Linked DNA regions of Mus musculus: region 1 is linked to region 2. Evidence: chromatin contacts called from public ChIA-PET data. All regions are on one chromosome and are shown on one strand. The core of a region is the stretch at or near the end of the contact, and the rest is flanking DNA. Distances in the headings are between cores, read along the strand shown.

Region 1 (6,652 bases), core at 3,706-6,205, 180 kb before region 2:
TGAGTGTTTATAATTTAATTTTTAAGAATTTACTTTTCTAAGGAATCTATCATACAGCATAGTAACTGTGGGTAATAACAAGGTATTGTGTACTTGAAAATTGCTAAGAGTAGTTTTCATTTAAGTTTTTAAATAATTTTACACATGAGTACTGCACTGGATAGTTTTATGTCAACTTGACACAAGCTAAAGTCATTTGAGGAGGATGGAGCCTCAACTGAGAAGACGACTCCATAAGCTTGGGCTGCAGGCAAGCCTGTAGAACATTTTCTTGGTTAGTTATTGATGGGGGAGAGCCAGCCCATTGTGGGTGGTATCCATCCCTAGGATGGTGGTTCTGGGGTCTATAAGGAAACAGACTGAGCAAGCCATGACCAGAAAACTGATAAGCAGCACCTTTCCTTGGCCTCTGCATCAGCTTCCAGCTCCAGGTTCCTGCCCTGCTTGAATTCCTATCCTGCCTTCCTTTAGTGATGGGCTATGATGTGGAAGACTATGCCAAATAAACCCGTTCCTCCTCCAAGTTGCTTGGTCATGATTTCTCATTATAGCAACAGCGTCACGAACTAAGACAGACTCTGTATTTCCATCATTTCTACTCCTCATTCTCCTGCCTCCAATCCTTCCCATTGCCTCTTCTCCCTCTCAAATTATCAAGGACTTCTCCTTCAATCACTATTATACAAATAGATACAACCTGCTGAGTCTGCCTGGTGTTTCTCATGTGCACATTTGTTTGGGGATGACCTCTCGGGAGCTCACCAGAAGACCGATTCTCCCTCTCTCTGCACACACTGGTTTCCGGTAGCTCTTCATCTAAGGGCAGGGCTTTGTGAGATTCTTCCCCACACACATTGACCTGACACTCAGTGATGCCATTGCCCATGTCTTGTTTATGAAATCATATTGTTGGAATTCGCAACATCCCTGTCACATATAGAAAACACTTTGTCACAGCAGAAGTCCTTGTCCCCTAACTCCTCTGATCTTCCTGTCCCTAATCCATGATGTTCCCTAAGCCTTGGGTGCGGGAGTTAGGTTGTAGATGTGTCTATTGGTGCTGATCACCCCATGAACATCATGGTCTATTGTTTGCATTTTGTCCTGTTGTGGTTTCCTGCACAATCTTCATCTGCAGCAAAAGGGGTGAGAGGTGAGGGCTTCACTTAATATCTAAAGATGCAGAGCATTGTATACTTGAATTGTGCTAAGAATAGATTTTAAGCATTCCTTCCACAAATAAATGCTAAAGAGGTGGGGTAAGATATTCACAGATTTGATTCGGGCATTCCAGCATGTATGCATATTTCAAAATAGCATGTTGTATACCACAAGTATATATAATTTTTGTCAATTCAAAAATAAATAATTGATCCTTTTCACATGAGAATGGAAATTGTTCTGATTCTCTAACTATAACTCTTGGTTTCGTGTTGAAAAGAAACAGCAAGAGGAAGCATTCTGAGCATGTTCCTGACCACAGGGAAGCCCCTTGCTGTTCTATGGGATTATGGTTTTTCTGTTGTTGCTTTTATAAGTGCCCTTTATAAGGTTGAGAACATTCCCTCTACCCATTGGCTGGCTGTATTTATGGCAAGCACCTTGCTTCTGCTCATTTAGTCTGCAGCGCTGATGGAGGACCTGCTGCAAATGCCAAGTGAGGCATGCTCTTAGACAAAGGACAGCTCTCTATTTTCTTCTAGATCAGAGTGACGTGGAGGACCTGGGCACTGTCCCAGATTCCTTTCTATTTCTATCATAAAACATGTACCACACGCAGCTTAGGAAACATAAGGGTTTACATCTCCAGATCACAGTTTATCCTTGAAGGAAGTCGAGGCAGGTACTTGAAAGAGAAGCCATGGAGGAGTGCTGCTTGCTGCTGTACTCTCTGCCTTGCTCACAGACTCATGCTTACTTAGTCAGCTTTCTTTATTTCTTAATCTTTCTTTCTTTCTTTCTTTCTTTCTTTCTTTTTTTCTTTCTCCCTTTCTTGTTTTTGTTTTTGTTTTTGTTTTTTTGTTCGTTGTTTTGGTTTTAGGGGTTTTTTTTGAGACAGGGTTTCTCTGTGTAGCTCCGGCTGGTCTGGAACTCATTTTGTAGACCAGGCTGGCCTCGAACTCAGAAATCCGCCTGCCTCCACCTCCCGAGTTGCTGGGATTAAAGACGCGCGCTACCACGCCCGGCTTTAGTCAGCTTTCTTATACTGCCCAGAACCACCTTTCTAGGGAATGCTGCTACCCACAGTGGGCTGGCTGGGCTCTCCTACATCAATGATTAATTAAGATAATTCCCCATAGTCACGCCCCAGATCAATCTACTCTAGGCAATTCCTCAATTGAATTTATTCTCTCATATAATTCTAGGCTGTGTCGCTAACAATTAAAGCTAACTAGGACAGGCACCTATGCAGACCTTCACGACATCAAATGGTGAATGGCTTAGTGAGAAAGAATAAAAGAACCTCTTCTTCCGTGGGGGGGGGGGGGGGAGATATCTTGGTTCGGGTGTCCTGAGAGCAGGAGGCAAGGGCTCAGAGCAGGAAATCTATTTGGAGTCAGTCTGTGCTCAGGCGGACTCTGAGAGCGCCTCCTGCTGGGCATCAGGGGTGGGTGCTGAGCGTTGTTGCACCGCAGCTTCTGAATTGAAACAACCCCTCCTGGAGGGAATACAGAAGACACATGGGACTCCAGAAATAAACGTCACAAATCCCTTCCTCACAGTTACCAAAACAGTAATTACTACTGAGGAGAGGGGATTCTCCAAACTGGCATGCAGGGTACTCCTGGGGAGCAGCTATTGCAAGTTGCGGCCCACATACTCCACTCTGGTGATGCATCTGCCTTTGAGTAGCCCTGTAAGGAACCTACTGAACTCGCTGGCTTGCCAAGTCGAACTTAGGTAGGCTTGTTCCTTTGGCCCGTTGTCAGTGCCTCATCTAGGGTGAATTGCTCACATTGATAGTGGCTAGTGGGTGGGTTCTTTTTCTTTGCCCATTAGATTTTTTTTTTCCATTTTTTATTAGGTATTTAGCTCATTTACATTTCCAATGCTATACCAAAAGTCCCCCTTACCCACCCACCCCCACTCCCCTACCCACCCACTCCCCCCCTTTGGCCCTGGCGTTCCCCTGTACCGGGGCACACAAAGTCTGCGTGTCCAATTGCCCATTAGATTTTTAAAAACAGAAATGGTGAGATATAAAATGAATGTGCTCATTGGCAAGTGTTACCGGTTTCTCGGGTGGAGAAGGGCCTCAGATTTGGGGGAGCAATCACTCGAAGGGGTTTAGGTGCCTTACCACGTGGTCCCTCTCCCTCCTTTTGTGTACTGGTTTAATGGTGTCTCTGTGTCCCTTCTATAGCAGGGGCTGAGTCTCTGGCTCTGTAATTGTTGATTGACTGCCATGAGAGCAGACTCCCCAACTTCTCCGGCTCTCTGGGGTATGACAGAGAGACTTGTTGCATGGGAGGGAAAAAGAGCTGCATTTCAGAGAAATAAAAACTTACTACTAAAGAAAAAAAGCCCCAGTGAAATTGAAACTGTCTATTGTTGGGGGTAAAAAGCCATCTTAAAAAAAAAAAAAAAAAAAAAAAAAACTCAAACTGAGGATATTATGTCCCCTTCTGCTATCTCAGGGCCCATACCCTCAATGTCACCTTAGGAAAAGCCACACAACAAGCATTCTTGCTGTGTTATGGCGACACTGGTCCCACTGGGTTAGTGTTCCACCCTCCAAGGTGTCATCTCCATGAGCTCTGGAAGGCTTATTTTCCCATGGTCCTGTCACAGGTGAGAGATTGAGTAGAGCTTCAGAGAGGCACACAATCAGGAATACTGCCGGGCTTTGGTCCTGCTGCCCAGTTGGTCCTGCTGCCCTGGGGACAGAAGGAAACCAGAAAAGGATCTTAAGTCTGAAAGTAGCAACAATAACAGACAAGAGGGTGGTTAGGGCCAAAGCACAGACTCTGCTGGGAGGAAGTACAGTTCAGGCCCACACAGTGGGTTCTTATCACAGGGAGACAGGAAACCAGGGCAGGAAGAGGCTTTGAAGGCAGCACCATGGACTCAGTGTAAGCCACAAATGAATCGAGAGGCCAGGGACACTTTCTGACTGAACTCTTGGGTTCTTTGTGGTATCACTAATGGGGGCAGAGAATCCAAAAGGAGAAGATGACTTTGATGAGGTCAGTCTGGTCATGTGGAGGAGGAGGAATGTCCTACGGAAGAGAAGTTCCCAACATGGCTCCACCAGTGTTGATCAAGTATGCCTTCCCTGAACACCACAGAAGGTCCTCAAACAGTGCTTGTTGATGAGTGACTGTTGGCCCACACAGATATCTTGCCGTGGTGACTAATGTTTGGTGTCCCCTTGCCTGGATTTGGGCTAGAAAAATGGCAAAGCGTGATTGGTGTGTGTATCCAAGAGGCTGCTGAACAAATGGACACAAGAGTCGATGGGACGGATGGATTTCGTGGTCTATTTTGACTTTGTTAACTTAATTGAAAAATGAAAGCCTAGGGCATCAGTGAGGATGGGTGTATACCAAGGGTGTATCTGTGAGGGCATTTCCAGAGACAGTTCACCTAAGAGAGAAGATTCCTTCTGTTTATGGGGCAGATCCACCCCATGGCTGGTGTTCCAAACAGAATAAAAGAGAGAGAAGAGAGAAAGTGAAATGCCAGGTTCACATTCTGTTTCCTGGCTCACTGAGACGTGAGCAAACAGACACTTCACTACTGCCTTCCAGAGGGGAGTGGACCTTGCAGGTAACCTCAGATGACAGGGCCAGTCAGTCACTCTGTCAGTGGGAGTACACAGAGCTCCCCGACCTTTTGGTTTCCTGTCTGATTGCTCAGGAGTAAGCCTTTGAGGACAGCGTCTTCCAGGGAGGTAGGCAGAGCTTGCAGCTGCTTGTGAAGTGGGTCAGTGTGTCAGAAGCCAAAGCCCGGGAAGGAACCAGGCAGGAAGAAGCATTCTGCCGGTTCCCAGAGCTGAGGAGCCAGCAGCAGGCAGTGCTATGCGTAGCTGCCTGCCGGGGAAGTCTGCAGCTGCTGGCTTGCTGTCCCTGTGGTGTCATGGTGCTGTGTCCTCAGGCCCCTGGAGCTGTCTGTTATGTCCTCTCTCATCTGCCAGCAACATTCTCCCCAGTGCCCCACCTCTGAATTAAGGAGCTGCTCCTTCCTCCTTACTGGCACTTTTCCTAAGTGCCACCTCCAGCTGGAAGACATTCCTGCATCTTCTGGCCCCTCCCAAGCTCGCCCCACTGAGAACCTGCCATCCCTGTCACAGGCAGACAGCAGAGCCTCCACACCTAGACTCCAGAGTCTGCTAGATTAGGTTCTATGTCTGATCTTAAACCCGGACAAGTTGCTGAGCCTCTGTGCCTCAGTTTCCTTACATGTTTGTTAGCTAGTGTTTATTACAGTGAATCAATCCCTGTGAAGTGTTGTATCAGAGACTGACAGCTGCAAGAACCTGAGTCCACATTTCCTGGACCTCCTTCTGGAATGTCTTCTTGATTCTTCAGAGGCAATTCTGTGCACTGCAGATGTGTGTGCACTGCAGATGTGTGTGCACTGCAGATGTGTGTGCACTGCAGATGATGTGTGTGCATGGGGCTGGAGAGATGCCTCAGCACTTAGGAGCACTGACTGCTCTTCCAAAGGTCCTGAGTTCAATTCCCAGCAACCACATGGTGGCTCACAACCATCTGTAACGGGATCCAATGCCCCCTTCTGTGTGTCTGAAGATAGCAACTCGTCATATATACTAAATAAATATATAAATAAACAAACAAACAAATAAATAAATAAATAAAATCTTTTTTTAAATGTGTGTGCACTGCAAATGCCTGTGTTCTGCAAATATGTGTGCACTCAGATATATGAGGACCCCAGTGAGGAAAGCTAATGGAATGGGACTGGCCCTTCTAGTGGCTACTTCCCTGTTATCTTTTGTATTGTTTCTGATGAAGGTCACTTGACAAACAGTTGATAGAGTATGTGGTATCTTTGCAGAGTCAATACAGACACACACACACACACACACACACACACACACACACTGTTATTCTGTTTCTCTGGAGGACTGCAACCCATCCTCCCAGAACCCCAACTACTATGGTTTGAGTGAGTCCCCAACACTTGAGGAGCCCGAAGCTTGGTCCTCATCGTGGGCATGTTGAGAAGTGATGGGATGTAAGGGAAAGTGGGGATATTCAGTGGGAACATTGTCTTGGGGGGGGGGGGGAATTAATGTTACAACAAGACCCTGGCTCATTCCATGAGGATTAACATGACTGTCATCTTGGCAGGATCGAGGCTTTGCAGGATTCTCTAGATTAGGTTAACTGAAGAAGGAAGGCCTTCCCTGAGCATGGCCGCACCGTTCTTTGGGTTGGGGTCCCAGATTGAATACAAAGGAAAAAGTGAGCTAAGCGCCAGGATTCCTGGCTCTCGGCTTCCCCAGTCCCCCCATATTCCTACCACTATGGCTTCCCTGCTATGATGGGCTGTGCCCTCCAAGTGAGCTGAGATAAACACTTTCTTCACTAAGTCATTTTTGTTGGGAATTCTGTCACTGCCACAAGTAACCAATACAGTCCCCAAGAGAGCCTGTGTCATAGAAAGACACCAACTGCTCAGTTTT
Region 2 (7,650 bases), core at 2,304-4,803:
TGCATAAACAGATGGGGAAATCTGACAGAAAGCAGAGGGAGGTCAGTCATCAAGCAAGGTGGGGAGGTCTCTGGTGGGAAGGGAGCGCGCCGTAATATGGAAGAGGTGGGACAGCGTCTGTGTGGACAGCATCGATGTGGACAGCATCTATGTGGACAGCTACCGGCTATTCGGTAGGTATTCACTCTGATTCTCTGTTTGGCATATGTAAGTCTTAAGCCATTCTTATCTTAAGTCTTTCTCCCCCACCCCACCCTGCTCCCCACTCTTTCTTTTTTGGCAGGGTTTCTCTGTGTAGTCTCAGCTTCCCAGCTGTCCTGGTACTCATTCTGTAGAGCAGCTGGCCTCTGCCTCCTAAGGCATGCACCAACCACTTTCTGGCTTGAGTGTTTCACAGTTTAAATTTTTTCAGTTTTTAAAATTTTAAAAACCAATTAAAACTGGGAATGGTGGTGACACATACCTTTAACCCCAACACTCAGAAGGCAGAGACAGACTGATCTTTGTGAATTCGAGGCCAGACTGGTCTACAGAGAGGTTGAGGAAAGCCAGGGTTATATAGATACCCTTTCTCCAAAATACTAAAAATCAAAACAAAACAACAAACCCTCAAAACATAATTTACAAATTTAAAAACTGTACTACTCTTATAGGTGTGTATGTGCAAAAATACATAATATGTGGAGCAGGCATGTACACATACACATATATACACGTGGGAGTAGGCATGTATGCATGCGTGTGCGCGCACATACACACACACACACACACACACACACACACACAGAGACGTATATGTGGAACAGGCATGTGGATGCAATGGGTGTGAAAGTAGGAGGACAACTTGCAGAAGTCATTTCTGTCCTTCTGCCATACAGGCCCCAGGGATCAAATTCAGGTTGTCAGGTTCAGCGGCATGCACCTTTCCCTACTGGGGTGGCTCACCAGACTTAATTTGTAATAAAAATTAAAAGACAAAACCAAAAATAACCAGGCAGGTAGCACGCACCTATGACCCTAGTCCTTGGGTCACTGAGGACGGAGGATCGAGTTGGGCCATCCTGAGCTACATAGTGAAAGGCTGTCTACAAAGCCAAGGACTGTGGGCATAGCTCAGTGCTTGTCTGGGGACAGCACGAGCAAAGCCTTGGGTATGGTCCCCAGCACTGCAAGAAAAGGGAAAGTGTGTGTGGGGAGGGGGTGGAGAACAACATGGTGGGGAAATAAGAGCTTCTTACATTTAAAAAAATGTGTGAACGACCTAAAGGGCCATAAAGTGATATCCAAGGGGCAGAATAAATAAAGATCTGAGAGGAAAGAAATACAGAACATGTTTACTACCTATTCACCATGTGAATAGGCTGTCTAAGCTGTTAGTCCCTTAGTATTTTGGCCACAGCAGCAATAAACACAGACATTCGAGGATCTTTGTCTAGGATATAAAGTCCTTTGCTCAGTAGTAGCATGACTGGGTCGTATGGTAACTATCTACTTATTTTTTAAAAAAAAACAAGCTCATCTTGAAAATGAGGTATATACATTCAATGGTCTTATATCCAGCCATAAAAATTTAATTATAGCATTTGCATAAAATGGGCAGATCTAAAACATATAGTATATGCTTTCTCATATACAGAATCTAGCTTTCGATACTTTTATTTTATGTGTGTGTATGTATGTCTGTGTGTGTGTGTGTGTGTGTGTGTGTGTGTGTGTGTGTGTGTAGGTATGAGCCATAGAGCCAGAAAAAGAACCACAAGAGGAGAGGAGCGTTGTTGAGGAAAGAGGGGTATAGAACACAGAAGACACAAGGGTGGAAAAGACGTTATGACAGCAGAGACGTACCAGGGGCAGGGGTGTGGGAGAAGAGGGGGAAGACGGCAAATCATGGTTGGAAATGCTCTACCGGAACCCAAGACTCTGGATGCTTATTAACTCATTGGCAGGAAGAGGGGAAGGAGGAAGGGGAGACATGAAGAAGTGGGAGATTACGGGGGGGGGGGAGGGGGAGGGGGTGAAGTGTGTGACTCCCGTGACTTTCTGCTCTGTGCTCCTGCACCACTACTGCTATCCTGATGCATTTGCCTGAGCAGAGGGACCAGCCACACAGTCTCTCTCCCTCAGTCAGTTTCACACATAAGTGCCTCTGGGTGAGGCAGCCGACATCACTGCCAGACTCTGTAGTGCACCTGTCCCGGCCCCAGAGGATGAGGGAGCTGGGAAGGGAGGGCAAGGACCCTCTCATGGCTCCACACTTTTCCACATAGCCTTCTGGAAACGTCTGCTTCCCTTATAACCTCCAGACTAGGAAACTATTTTTCTGTCCCCAGAGAGGGCCCTGAATCCTGGATGAGTTTACACCCTTGTTCCTGGAACCAAGGTCCCTTACTGTTCTCACTTCCTCCTGAGGGGACCCCTGGGGTGTGCCACAGGCTCACCTGCACAAAGACAGGGAACACCAGGACTTTAGGGGCCAGGGTGACATAGGTGCCGTAACTGGAATGCGGGATGTGCGGTCTCAGGGCTGAGCAGTCTTGGTAGTTACTGTGGCCCTTCATGGTCTGCACTGTCTTCATGAGCCGAGACTTCTTGCCCAGGCCGGTGTACGATTTCCCTTTAGTAGTAGTCCCCGGTTCTGTGGAACAGAGGTTGGGGACAATGAGGTACTTTCATCGTCTCTTGAGGGATCCAGCCCCGCCCCGTAAGAACAAGGAACAATGTCCATTTAGTGAATCCCACTCCAACCAGGCTCAGCCTCGGCCTTGAGGATTCCTGAGTGGGAAGAAAAAGAGCAACTCCAGGGCCAGGATAGAGCCATCAGCCCACAACTGTGACAGGGAGTGTTGCCCTGCCACCCCACCCCTCCCAGTGACCCAGACACCAAAACAAAGCTATCCACTTATCAGCCTTGGGCGTTTGAAAATCAAGAAATTGTCTAGGCATGTTGGCACACGCCAAGAATCTCAGAATTCAGAAACCCGAAATCGAAGAACTTGAAGCCTGAGCAGCCCGGGCTGCACAACAAGATCCCATCTCAAAACAACAGCAGCAACAAAATCACAATGCAACAGAAACTCCCGTCTAAACACTCAGGGCTGACCTCACAGCATCTGCCGTCCCACATGGAACGTGAATTGGAGCAGAGGTAGCTTTGCAAGAGACAGGACAGGGCACACACGCTCATCCTGTTACCACCCCACCTCGGAACGCCTGCTCATCACCAGCCAGGCACAAAAGTCTGTTCCCTGCGATAATGGAGACAACATGCTTTGCCCGTGTGCTCCAGGGTCCACACTTCCACTAGCCAAGGTTAGCAGGAGCTACCTGGCCACCACCATCAATTTGTATAGACTAACACACGGCACTTGCTGTGTGTGTTCTGAATGAAAAGGTAGGAGCGAGCCTGAGCGATGAGGTTCACACACTCCTGATCTCCTTCCTAGGGTTCCCGCTGCCAGGGGAAACCAGCCAGACTCTCCCTGACTAAGGAGCCCAGCCTGTGTCTCAGAGCCCAGGCGTCCTCTAGCTTTCTGCAGACAGTGAGCAGGTGACCTGAACCAACTCCGTCTTGGGGAAGCTCCCCACCAACGCAAAGGCCACTGAGAAGAGGAAACAGCCCAGAAGGTTTTCACACTTGCTCCCTCTCCCTCCCCCTCCATGCTCCTTCTCACTGAGAGGTGAGAAAAACAAATCAACTCTCCCCCACCCCCACAAGTGACCAGATCGCAGCCTGGCCACAGCACTCAAACCACTTCCTGACTCTTCAAGGGTGGCTGAGACAATACAAAGAACAGGGACCCAGATGGGGACAGGAGGCACAGATGCAGGAGAAGTGTCCCATAGCTTTCTTTCTGGCCTGGCCCTGGGGGTTGACAGGTTGGTTGTCTGTGCAGTAGCCTGTTCTTCCACTGGTAAAAATACAACCTATGTTTCAAGACCTACCCTAGACTTGAGTTGGACAAGACACCTTGAATGTGAGCCATGTCCTCCTCACTCAAAAGCTGACTGTGCAGCCCGGAATGCTGAGCAACTGTGCACGGAGCAGGCTCCTTCCCTATTTGAGACAGTTCTCTCTGTCCAGCTGAGTCAGTGCGGAACTAACAAAAAGGCCCCATGAGAAACGGGGGTTGGAGGCCAGGCTGGTGTGTGATTGCAGGATGGATTGATTACCTCCAACACGAAGCCAGCCATTGGCGGTAGCATGGCAGAGAAGGCCTGGAAGCACGCCGTAAGTTAGGTCACAGAACAGTCTGGAAACAGACAGGCTAGCCGGACAAAGCACAGCCTGGATCAGGGAAGGTAAAACCATGCAGGGCTGACAAGCAGGGGCTGAGGTCATCCAGACCAAAATGAGGGAAGGATGCAATCCACAGTGGAAAAATCCAGGTGTGGGGGCTCTAAGTCTCAGACTTACAAGAGATTTCTTCCCTAGGCCCGGCTGCCCAGCACTGTCAAAGAATCTTCACCCTAGATCTCAAGAGTCACAAAGCAGCCACCTGACCCGTCTCTCTGCTTCCAGAGAGGAGAGAACTGCTTAGCCCCATTTTCCAGCAAACAGAGGTATAGCGTTCTTGTATGAATGGACCAAGGTCATTCAGCTAGTAGAGGACACAAGCCAGGACCTGCCCAATCTAGGTGGTAGCCACTCCCTAAAGGAGCACTGACAAGCCACTCTGAGGATATGGGGCAAGGGGTGTGGTTCTCCGGAGCTGAATTTTCTTTTTCCAAGTTATTCTTTTTTTTTTTTTTTTTTTTTTTTTTTTAGAACAATCCAGATTGCAGGCCGGCTGCTGAGCCCCACGAAGGCAAACTTCCACCTGTCACCTCTTGTGAGGATGTCTGGCCTAAACCTGTATCAGCTCCATTTCTTCTAGCGCCTGTTTCACTGACCAAACATAGTAATTATATGGCTTTGCTCTGAGCTTCTGAGGCGAGCCCTGGCAGCCCTCTGGCTCTGGCTCTGGCGGTGGTAAACTTTCAAAGAACAGCGGCCTTGGGGCATACGCCAACTACAGCCGGACAGGCACTCTAGGCTCTGGAAAGGCCTCAGACCCTGTTCAACGCAAGATGGCTAAGCTGTCCCTGTTCCTGATATTCAAAGCAGGGTGGCTGAGCTCTCCATCCTGAAAGGCCACCATCCTTGCAGGCCAGAGGAATCAGAGGCCATCACCCTGGTGACTGCCCTAACCTCTGGGTAACCCCAGGTGTGTGAGGGGAAACCACATGCCCGGAATTCTTCACTCCTTCCTCTGAACTCACGACTTGGGGCTGCAAAGAATTAATCCATGAGAAAGATATCCTCTGATACTAAGAGGATCACTGTGCTGAAATATGAGTGAAGTCGAGATCGTGACACAGGGTGGCTCAGTTGGTAAAGTGCTTGCTGCACTAGCCATGTGGCCCTGAGTCTACTCCCCAACACCCAGGGAAAAAGCTAGGCATGGTGGCATGTGCTTGTGACCCCAACACTGCAGAGGCCGAGACCTGTGGATCCCTAGGGCTCACTGGCTGGCCAGGGTAGCTGAATCAGCAAGTCTCAGGCCCCAGTGAGACTCAGTAAAATAGGGTGGATGGCTCCTGGGTTTGACCTTTTGCCTCCATGTGCATACACACTCACACACATACAAACATGTGCATGTGTGTGGATACACACCATGTTAGATCTGGACAGAGGGAACTCAGAACACTCCCACTGTTATTAACACCGCCATCTCTTCCTGACTTGTTCTTTCCTCCGAGGCTTGGGTGACCATGCCCTTCTTGGCACTGTATTTTCAGAGAGGAGTCAAAACACAGACATGGCTTGGGACCAACCATACAGGCAACTCTGGAGCTTCGTGGGAAAGGATTGAAGAGCTCCCAGACCGAATGCATATGCCCAAGTAGGTGACACATCTTCCAGGGTCCCTTCCTCAGTGGCTTGGCTTCAAAACTATACCAACAACCAGAGTCCTTCTCCTCAGCCGTTCTGCCCAAGTTCCACCAAGTTTCTGTTGCCTCACAGGCCCTGGGTCTGAGGTTGAGCCTACAGAAATATGCTGAGCTCGGCCCGGCCCCCTAATAAAATCACCATTTAGCAGTGACATATTTACTTTGCCCTAATGTGCCCACTAAAAGCTTTTAGACACTTACTGTTGAATCACTATCAGACTCCTCCCTGGGAGGAACACAGCTTCATTTCCGGCAGGCTGGGCCCAAGTGCTCACAGGCCCCAGCAGGGAGAGGAAGGAGGTGCCTTCCATCAGAAATTCTGAGCCTGATAGGAGCCCTCTCTTCCCTAAGGCCCAAGTGCCCACTTTAAGAATCATCATCGTATCACTAATGGAGGGGGGAAGAGCACAGAAATAAATCTGAGATGAGATGGGAAGGGCCACTCTCAAGGAAGAAGGCCAAGGGTGTTGTCTACAGGCACAGAAAGGTTCAGTCACACTCCAGGTAGGCCTCACAGGCCACATGGCAAGGCTGGCTTCAACCTTCTAGACCAGCTGGACTTTGGGGTCAGAGCTCTGTGGCAGGTGTGTGAGGGCCTAAGGGTCTGTCCCACCAACTCTTGCACAGAGTCTCATATCCCAGGGTTCCTGGAGGAGTGATTGCTTTCTGCCAGCTCCCACTTCTGGCCCCAGAATGTGCAGGCCAAAGGAGAAGAATGGTTTAATCAGCAGGGACAGCTACAAAAAGCTTAGAGGCAGCTCTCCTGCACCATCTTTCTGCATGCAGGCAACAGCATACAACCGTATTCCCCTAGAACCCTCCAGATGAGCTCCCGAGCACTGATCAGGAACAACTGATCCTGTTTTGAAAGGAGGAGGCAGTGATCTGCTCGAGTCCCACAGTGAAGATTTGGACCCAAGACCCCAAAGCCCAACGTTCCAGGAGTGCTCTCCCTGCGGCTTCAAGCATTGGTGTCCACGGGCCCCTAACAGATACGGTTGCTCAGCAACACTGGCTAACAGCCAAGATAAATGCCAAGCACCTGTCTCTTAGGTGGTTCTTGCAGATTCCCCTCTCCACCAACTTAATTCTGACTTTAAGGAAATTTAAGGAAAAAAACACTCATGGGGGGAGGCGATACCAGGAGGATCAGGGGGTGGGATCTGTTTCGAGATGCTGGGTAACCCCAGCTCCATCAGAAGGGCCTCTAAACTCAGAACGGGAAGTTGGGCCAGACCTCAGCTGACCTCAACTATCTCTCCAGGCTGAGAGGGCTTAGCATCTCGGACAGCTCACCTTCAGGGATTGTATCCTCCTGGTACACAGGCCGCAGCAACTGCAAAGACAAGAAACCTAGCTCAGTCCCAAGAATGGAACAGAGCAGCCCAGCAGGGGGCTGCACACAGGTCTGACGACAGGAAGTATAATGTTTCAGGGTATGAGAGAAGCATAGCAGTTCTCTTAAGGGGAAGGGGTGGAAGAGAAGCTCTTCATGCTCCATGAAGTGGTGGCACCCCGAGAGACCACAGCTTCCTTCATGGCCGCTTGTTCCAAAGTGTGCTCCATGGACTTTGAGAATGATAGGACCCTAACAGCCATACCACAGATGTCTCACAATCCAATCTTCCCGTTTTTTTTGGTTTTGTTTTTTGTTTTTTGTTTTTTGTTTTTTGTTTTTTGACATCCTAACCTACCACAGGAACCCAATACCCTTCCACA

What was found. ChIA-PET counts read pairs in DNA pulled down with a chosen protein or histone mark.
Region 1: a contact with region 2 is called in an RNA polymerase II ChIA-PET map of memory CD8 T cells, with 66 read pairs. The contact joins two enhancer-like sites. A contact is called at or near these places in 1 of 115 datasets of contacts at active chromatin or transcription factors (memory CD8 T cells) and 1 of 9 other capture datasets (adipose tissue).

What each region holds. Positions count from the first base shown.
Region 1 is chr4:62,804,309-62,810,960 of GRCm38.p6, reverse strand. No RefSeq gene overlaps it. Among named protein-coding and RNA genes, the nearest start is that of Gm24117, 4.8 kb to the left of the region's middle. Within about 2 kb of position 4,955, at least 76 of the 459 cell types and tissues checked have an H3K27ac peak or open chromatin away from gene starts, as enhancers often do. A contact at or near this core is called in memory CD8 T cells, where this site is marked.
Region 2 is chr4:62,626,109-62,633,758 of GRCm38.p6, reverse strand. It overlaps Rgs3 (regulator of G-protein signaling 3), which reads right to left. Exons shown (of 16, transcript NM_134257.3): 5 at 7,228-7,267; 6 at 2,439-2,635. Among named protein-coding and RNA genes, the nearest start is that of Rgs3, 10 kb to the right of the region's middle. Within about 2 kb of position 3,553, at least 128 of the 459 cell types and tissues checked have an H3K27ac peak or open chromatin away from gene starts, as enhancers often do. A contact at or near this core is called in memory CD8 T cells, where this site is marked.